Regions from separate parts of the Danio rerio genome. Here region 1 is linked to region 2. Evidence: chromatin contacts called from public HiCAR-type data. All regions are on one chromosome and are shown on one strand. The core of a region is the stretch at or near the end of the contact, and the rest is flanking DNA. Distances in the headings are between cores, read along the strand shown.

What was found. HiCAR-type assays count read pairs that join an accessible place to other places.
Region 1: a HiCAR-type map of caudal fin shows a contact between it and region 2, with 5 times the contacts expected there. The contact joins the promoter of si:ch73-70k4.1 here to the enhancer-like site in region 2.

The regions. Positions count from the first base shown.
Region 1 is chr8:19,388,045-19,392,866 of GRCz12tu, reverse strand. si:ch73-70k4.1 reads right to left here and starts at 3,559. Exons shown (of 5, transcript XR_012384209.1): 1 at 3,351-3,559; 2 at 3,118-3,253.
Region 2 is chr8:19,124,799-19,129,439 of GRCz12tu, reverse strand. No RefSeq gene overlaps it. Among named protein-coding and RNA genes, the nearest start is that of dimt1l, 84 kb to the right of the region's middle. Within about 2 kb of position 1,464, at least 9 of the 62 cell types and tissues checked have an H3K27ac peak or open chromatin away from gene starts, as enhancers often do. A contact at or near this core is called in caudal fin, where this site is marked.

The DNA.
Region 1 (4,822 bases), core at 2,310-4,809, 260 kb before region 2:
GCCAAAACAAAATTATTTAAAGTCTTTGGTCAATGAAAAACTTTTAGCACATATTAAAAGACTTTATGCAATCAAACTTAGCCTTTGCAAACCTGTTAAGAATAAAATAGAAATGTGGTGCATGGCTAAATATGTATGGTTCATTAAAAGAATATTAGATTTTAATACAATCAACTGAATCTTTTAAAGAGATGTCTAAATTCTGATATTTTCGTCTAATTTTATGTTTGTGATTCATGCCTCGAATGTTATCTGTTGTATGTTTTTAAGTAACAGGACACCAAAGTCGACCCTATTCATGGAAAATGTCATTCATTAAATAAACATGCTGCCCAGGACAGCACACCGCAGCCTTGTTGCAGATTCTGGAAAAGGACAGTTCAGTGTCATCCATTCTCTCATCCCCATGGAAAACAACATTTAGCCCACTGTTCCCAAGAACATAGGAAAATGTGAGATTGGAGATTTCACAGTTCAAGGGTGGGTCCTGCTTTTCAAGACAGTGATATACGATTGGCAATTCAAAAATGACATTTAAGTGAAGGGAATGAAGTGTTTAGTGCATTTTGCCTCATAGTGACTGCATGAAGTCATATTTAGATATTACTGCGTCTATTTGCATCTTACATCCATTTCAGGACACAAAGCTGGATTTAACACCTCACAAATCTTTCATGACATCTATTACAGAGGAAAGGGTGGCACAGTGGCTCAGTAATTAGCACTGTCGCCTCACAGCAAGAAAGTCAAAGGTTCGAGTCCCAGCTGAGCCATTTCTGTGTGCATGTTTCCCCCACCATCCAAAAGACATGCGCTATTGGTGAATAGGCCATAGTCTATAAGTGTGTGAGAATAAGTGTTTGGTTGTTTCCCAGTAGTAGGTTGCATCTGGAAGGGCATTCATTCATTTTTTTTGTCGGCTTAGTCCCTTTATTAATCTGGAGTCGCCACAGCGGAATGAACCGCCAACTTATATAGCATATGTTTTACGCAGTGGATGCCGCAACCAATCACTCGGTAACCCATACACACTCATGCGCACACATACATACACTATGGACAATTTAGCCTACCCAATTCACCTGTACAGCATGTCTTTGGACTGTGGGAGAAACGGGAGTACCCGGAGGAAACCCACGCAAACGCAGGGAGAACATGCAAACTCCACAAAGAAACGCCACTGACCCAGTCGAGGTTAAGTCAAGGCTCAAACCAGCGACCTTCTTGCTGTGAGGCGACAGCACTACCTACTGCGCCACTGTGTTGCCGCTGGAAGGGCATCCACTGCTTAAAATATATGCTGGAATAGTTGGTTTATACTGCTGTGGCGACCCCCGATAAATAAGGGACTAAGCTGATGGAAAATGAATGTATTACAAAGTATTATATACAATAATATAAGTACTAGGGCTGGGTGATGAATCTTATCAAACTGAGATTGATTATAAGCTCATTTCTAGTTTAAACAGTTTTGTTGAGCAATAAATAAAAAACGAATGTTTGCCTGTAAATTAATTGTTATATTTTTAAAATATTAACTACAATTTTAAATGTCTCATAGTTCCTTTGGTTATAGAATCATAAAACAGTTTCCAAAAGAAAAAAAAAAAGTCAAACAGAATTTAGAGGAGTATATGTAGCATATTTATTTGAATGTGTGCAGATTATGAATTTTTTTTTATCTGTGCAGTTTATGACTACATCCTTTCTTCTGAAGGTTAACAAGTATGTGAAAAGCATTTATTTCCTTATTAAGGGTAAATTAGTATTGTGTAAAAAAATGCCATCATTACAATAAGGCTGCACATCACATCATTTCAGCATAAAAACTGCAATGTGCGTCTCTGTAAAAGTTGCAGCATGTCTCATAGGACTGGGCGATTTGATAATCAAAATCTCGGTTAATTGAACATTTTAACTCGATTGCGAATAATGAACGATTCTTTTACTTACTTATTTGTCTCTTTTTCGCCCACACTCGTCAACATAGTCCCAAGTCAACCATTCACAGAGCTTGCGCTATGCGTCATCGCGACGTGTAGTTACATTTTTTGAGAGGTCAGCGTCGGCATTAGTCACAGCGACGACAGGTATGCGACCGCGAGAAGGCTGGACCAGACCATAGGCTGTTTCTCAATTCCAAGAACACAGAAAACAGACTTGCTTTCTTGTGAAGACCGGTCTTGCCAGGTCAACTCGGGAGAACGAACGCGGGGTGTTTTCCCCCTTTTCAAAATATATACTTTGCATAAAGACTTTACAAATATACATTACACACTATATGTAACAGATAACAGATTTTAGTACAAATTTCAGCGAATAAACACCCTTAATGTGTTTATTCCTTTATTAAGATTTTCATGGTAATGTTTATATTCACTGTCTCATTTAGGGAAATCCTTCTTGAGATAAAGAAGTAAATATTTCTGAACTTTAATAATAAATCTATAAAAAATGCTGCGCTTCCCATCTCCAGTTGCAATGACTTCTGGGACTTCTAAAGCAAGTTTGGTGCTCAAGTCTGCATCCATGTGTCCTCGATATCAAGAACACATCTGGGAAGTTTCACGCGTCCTCCGTTCTTGAGTATTGGAACGGTAAGGAAAGTAATTGAAAAATTGACCTGGAAAAACTAGACCGATTATTATTATTTCGATCATTCCTAGAGGGTTAAAAGCTTTTAGGCACACACAAAAAGATAAGTTTTCGTTTTAACAAGGATTATGTTCGAGCATTAACAATGTAGTTTTATTTCACATTTGATTATTTAACTGCTGTACATGAATACTGCTAAACACCCCAGAAAAACAAAATCCACTGCTGGTTTCATTTTCTGAAATGTGCATTAAATCTGATTCAACCCCATTCAAAATAATAAATTAATTCCAAATAGTCATCTACTCATCTCAGGAATTAATTTACATACTTCAATAAATATAACACTTTCAGTTTTTGGAAACATTGTTGTGATCTATTGTGTCCTATGTAAACATTATTGGGATAAAAATCAACCAGTACTAAGAGATGGTCTAGTAAGTTACATGTTAAATGTATTATTTACAACCTTTTTAATGATAATAACCAGTGATGAATAGGTATTATACCAACATTTATTACCGTGGATGACGGTGGGGGGAGCTGTGGAATGGACTCTTCCAGATCATCTGACTGTAGGTTTGGGCAAAGAGCTGTCAAGGTAAGAGCCCAGAGTCTCTCGGCATCACTCAGCTCTGAGCTCTCCCACCATCTCTCCCTGCAGCAGTCAATGTTCAGTCACAATACATTTATTAATTGCAAAAATCACAGTATAATAGTATGTGAAAAGGTCTCCTCATACTGAGCATACATACCTGCCTGTTGATGTTGTGGCGCAGCTGCTGTCCTGTAACGCTACTGAACACCGGCTGTCATTTAACTTTTTGATCAGCGTTTGCTGTTCGGATTTATAGTCCTCGACTGATAATTTCTTCCTCTTCAGTTTAGACATCACAGTCATTCGGTTGTAAACACACTGCATCTCTTTCAGACGCACATGACTAAACCAAACAATAAAAACTACGCGGGAGTTTCTTTGAATTACTTCCGTGTTCGGCACAAACGAGTTTTCAGCGTTAAAGCTGCGCACCGTTTGCGCAGTGAGGTGAAATTTCTTTGCTGAATTATAGCCACTGATTTTTTTTTTTTTTTTTCCAGATCTTAACTCTTGTGTGCTGTTGGGGCTGGGTTTTTTTTTTCGATAAGTATCAAGTTTGCCACAACTGTATCTGTATTTCAGCAAATGGAATGATTTTTGGTGACAAATCTTATTTTGACACCCATTTTAGGGAAATGCCGTGAAATTTAAAAAATAAAAATAAAAGGACAAAATCTAATTAGGATTTTTACTAGGACTATACGTAAATGTGTTTCATGTTTTATCTTAATTTTGTTTAAACAGGGTTCACTGTCCTAGAAAACCTGGTAAAGTCATGGAATTTCAACAAGGCATTTTCCAGCCTGGAAAAGTTTTTAAAAACAAATAAACCCAAAATGTTTTGGAAAAGTTATGGAAATTTGTTTAAGAAATATCTGTGTACTTGAATATATAATATTGGGTAAGTATGAAATACATTTTGTTGGGTAAAAACCGTGCATTTTCATGCATGTTGTTTTATTTACTTTGTGTACATAGACATTACATAAGTTAGGTCTGATATTTACCTGAAAGTTTTGGAAAACTCATGGAATTTTAGTAGTAAAAATGTGTATGAACCCTGTTGAAGCATTTTTTATTCATCTACTTATACATTATTTAAAGAGGTAATTCACCCCAAAATAAAATAACTGACATTAATAACTCACCCTCATGTCAATCCAGACCCTAGGCACTTTCGCTCATCTTAGGAACACAAATTAAGATATTTTGAATGAAACCCAAAAGCTCAAGATCACGAGAGAGTCCAATAACATCCTCAAAACATGTTCATTATGCGTCATCGGTGGTTCCATTGTATTGTTATGAAGCTATGAGAATACTTCTGTGCACACAAAAAATAAAAATAAGGACTTGTGATTTAGGCCTACCAAGTAAGGCAGGCACTTTTTTCCAGGGGTTTCAGTACAGCGTAACCGCTATTACGTCATCGGGTGGGCGTGGCCTATATGTGAATTTGCATAGGTCACGGATCATGCGCAGATTGTGAAAACAGCCGTTTGATTCAAATACCTGTACGTATTCGCAGGGGTTTTGCGTCCAATGCCTTTTATATGCAGTACTTTAAAATAGCTGTCATGATCAGGTGTTTCATGTGAAATCAGTGTATGTTATATTAAACAAATTAAC
Region 2 (4,641 bases), core at 215-2,714:
ATGACAAGACTTCTGTCAGGTAGTGTATAATAGGTAAATTCTAAAAAAAAAAAAAATGCACTAACTCTAGAAAAATAGAAATGAATGATTGCTAAAATGTTTTAAGAAATGTTAATAAAATTCACTTTTCCACATTAATAGCAGAGGTCAAATTCCCATAACACAATTCCTACGTGTATAAACAGAAAATGTATGAAAATCAAATGTTAAGGACCAGTTTTGTTATAATATACAGTTAAAGAGCATGCTAGTAAACATTTTTGTTTACAGCGAAGTATGCATTTAATCAGCATTAAATTACAATATTGAAAAAAACTGTTGTACTTTGTGTTTTTCAGTTGTAATAATTGATCACAATAATCCTGCTTTTATATCGACTTTAGTAGTACTTTGAGCATATTCTTTGAGCATAAAAGGCCCTTACTGTTCTTTTAAAATGTAGTATATTATGATGGATTTGACTTTTTATACAGTACATAAAAGCCAGTAGAAGAAATCAATGTTGAAGACCCTGCAAAACACATTCAAAATCATTTTAATGTGACCTTCACAAAATGAAAATCTGTAAAGTTTAATAGAAATCAACCCATGGGACATAAAAGTGTGCTTAGCTGAAGAAACACCCATTTATGTATTATTAAATATGTGATCCAACCAAACTTATGCCCTGGCAGAACATCCTGTCCCAACTGTTCATAATATTAAAGGAAAGCACTAAGATTGCAGAAACAAGGTCATATCGCCGAACATTATATCACTGTTTTATTTCCAGCGCGTGAGAAACCCTGTCAAGTGAGATTTTTATACAGAAACACATGCTGAACGTCTGCTTAAATCAGTGTTTCTCTCTGTCCGTTAAGTTCCGGTAATGACTACACCTCGAGAGCAGAACAGATCTATTATAGATGGTCCTCACTGGTTCCTTCAAGAGATCCGGCAAACTGCCTCCATATGCGCTTTTTCCATACTCTGGAATTCTGTTTATGTACACTGTCAAACTCCTCACTGTGTGAGAACAAAAGAAGCAAAAGCAATTACAGCCTGGGCGAAAGAGTGAATATTAACCCCACGGATCGTCTCAGGAGCAGCGGTTTGAATCCCACAGCCGATTTCCCTCAGATTCCCATCAGCGCAGCCATTCACACGGGAAGCCCGACATCCTGTGCCTCTGCACTGGAAAACTTGACAGCTAACTAATGTTCTGCGGCCTCCTTCCTCCCTGAAGCCACAAGCAGCGGCAGCCCTGAAACAGTCCTGCCCCGAGCCACTCTGGGGTCCTGAGAAGCCAGGAAACCGGTTTAATCCCATTCTGTGCGAACCCAGTCGTGCCCTGTGGCTTCAGAGACTCGTCTGTTTGGGTAGGAGACGGAAAAACAATCAGAACCCAAGAGCACGGCTAAGTCTACGCTAGCAGTGTCAACAGGCCTGTTTATGTTAGCGTGCATTAGCATAGCGCTATTGACACGTGTAAACCGAAAGCTGGTTTGTGTGCTTTGATGTGGAGATAATGTAATCAGTTGCTGTTTGTTGAGTTTTAACACTTTGGCGCAGAATCGATGGCTGAATCATGAACTGTGAGGCTGGGAAACAAGGTCAAGATGGAGGCCAAAGGTGTGATGGAGCCAGACTAAACAGGATATTGACTCTGGCTAAAGCTGATGGGACAGGCGGTTTGAGAGTCTGTCTGTTAAATAAACTCTTGCACACACTGCTATGTATATATACTCTATATATACCGGCTTCTAAGCTGCCATGAACCCACACATTTTACGCCAGGCTGACTGTGTCCTCTAATTACAGTGCTGTTCTGACTAAGAAAATATTTACATCTCGGAAACATACACTTCGCCGAGCAGAAGCCAATCACAACTCTTCCTTCACGCTGACAGAGTAAATATTGCCAAGATGTGTATTAACAAACATACACTACACTGTGCTTATGAATATATTCATACGGGTTATGACAGGAGAAGACAGGAGAAAGTCATTATGGAGTAAATATACCGGGTAACCAGACTTTTGATTATGAGGACTAGTTTCTGATCAAGAACCACCCACATAGACAGGAAGCGGGTGAGAAAAATAAAATAGAGAAAAACGTATTATACAGCTGTGCTCGTGAGCATTGTATCTCATTAACATGCTGTCAAATGTTTGACACGCAACACTTAAATAACTTGAATAAATGGTTTGATGCCAGAATCTTGGATACTTCAATAATACTAAACTATTTCTAAAGTGCTTATAGCAGCATGGAAGTTTGTGTTTTTTAAACATCCTGATACATTTATTTAGCAATATGATTATTTAACAATCAAAGAGTGAACCTTGATACTAAGAAATAATCTTTTTTGACTACCAAAATACCAACAGTTATTTCTAAAGGTTGAAGTAATTATGCAGAGAGTTCAGCTTTCAATCACAGTAATTCATTAATTTATTTATCTTCCTTCAGCGTAGTCCCTTTGTTAATCAGGGGTCACTACAGTGGAATGAACCGCCAACTCATCCAGCATATTTTTTACACAGCAGATGCCCTTCCAGCTGCAACCAAGTACAGGAAAACACCCATACACTCTCACATTCAGTCAACCTGCATCCCAATCATCACAAATACTGCAGAAGACCTATTGGACCCCGCATGGACCAGACAAGAACATTATTCAGCATGTCTGGGGTAAGATGAAGGAGGAGGCATTGAAGATGAATCCAAAGAATCTTGATGAACTCTGGGAGTCCTGCAAGAAAGCTTTCTTTGCCATTCCAGATGACTTTAATAAGTTATTTGAGTCATTGCAGAGATGTATGGATGCAGTCCTTCAAGCTTGTGGAGCTCCAAGCTGCACCATGACTTTATATTCTATACTGTACACTATGCCTGATAAGTGACAAGACTTTTGTCTCAGCAAAGTCAGTCCTAATTAAATCATTAAAAATCATTAAAAAATAATTTAAAGAAGGTACGATCATATTTTGTTTTGGTAAAATAAGTGTAATCTAGAGGTTTTTGCCGTTCATATAAACCAATTCTGATACCAAATGATCAACTAGGAGTCAAGTTGTTATTTGTTGTTCCTAAAATTTGGATAGACGACAAGACTTTTGTCAGGTAGTGTATGTCTTTGTTACTTTTGCTGCTTAATTACTATATTTGTTCTGCATATAATTATATTATATATTGTTATATTTTAACTCTGTATGTGCATACATTCAATTGTCTTTATTTTGAAACGTATGCTCCCCGATTTAAAAATCTAAGAGAGTTTTTGCGGAAATAATGTTGCTGTAAAATAATATACATGTTTAAAAACGCCATGGCAACATTTGTTTTTATGTTTTTTGAACAGTTTTCAAGTGATATGAGATTTATCTTGATGTTTTGAGTCAGTTTTATGAAATGTTACTTTAAATGACTCTTCAAATATAAAATAAGCCAGCAACTATTTTCCTCCAGTGTTTAGAAAACTATTTTCAGTCTCCCAAAGAACCAATCACCAAGCAATTCATTCATTAATTTTCCTTTGAATTAGTGCTTTTATTCATCAGGTATCGCCACAATGGGAGGAACCGCCAACTTATCTAGCATATGGTTTACATAGCGAATGCCCTTCCAACTGCAACCCAGAACTGGGAAACCCCCAAACACTTTCACATTCACACACATACACTACGGCCAATTTAGTTTATTCAATTCCCCTATAGCACATGTCTTTAGACTGAAGGGGAAACCGGAGCACATGGAGGAAACCCACATGAGCATGAGGTGAACATGCAGACTCCACACAGTAATGCCAACTGACCCAGCTGGGACCCGAACCATTGATCTTATTCAGCAAGCAATTATTAAAATGTATTAAAACGTTTTCTTTCTTTGTGTGAAGAAAATTTTAATAGTCTAAAGCAATTTTTCTGTGATGTTTAATTTTCTTAATGCAACTATACAATATATGCTAATCAAAACCCTGTCTTTTAAGAGGCTACTTATTAACATGCACATTACTAGCATTTTGACTTTTTATTAGTACTTATAAAACACATATTAATGCCATATTCTGCATGATCATATTTCATAATTTCAATAATAACACATTTTATTTATGATGCGATTTTCAAAATTTAGATTACAAAAATAAGAATACAACCAAAATCAAAACAAACTTGCATAGTAAAATAAAATAAGAGTGATAAGCCACATCCCAATAATCAATAAAAACAATAAATAAGCAAAATGATAAAGTGCTTTAAAAAAAGAAAATGATAAATCACAAATTAAATGATTTACTAAAAATATGCAATCAATAAGCAATCAAAGGAGACGGCATTCCAGCCAGACGCAGGTAATGCATTCTTTAAGTGTATAACAATATTCCTAAGCCTAAGAAATATCTTACAAATTATTAATAAGCAGGAAATTAGAAGTGCACAAAGGCAAAAGTCACTGTTAATACTTGATTAATAGTGAGATATCTATTTTATTTTATTTTGAAAAGAATTTACAGACATCCGGTAACAAGACTGTATATAGCCAAACAAAACTTTCCTCACCAACTGTACTATAATGCCCTGGTCTGGCAGATCTGGAACAAGAGGCTTTGAAAGTAAAGTGGAACGACAGATGGAGGACTAAACTTAAATACCAGC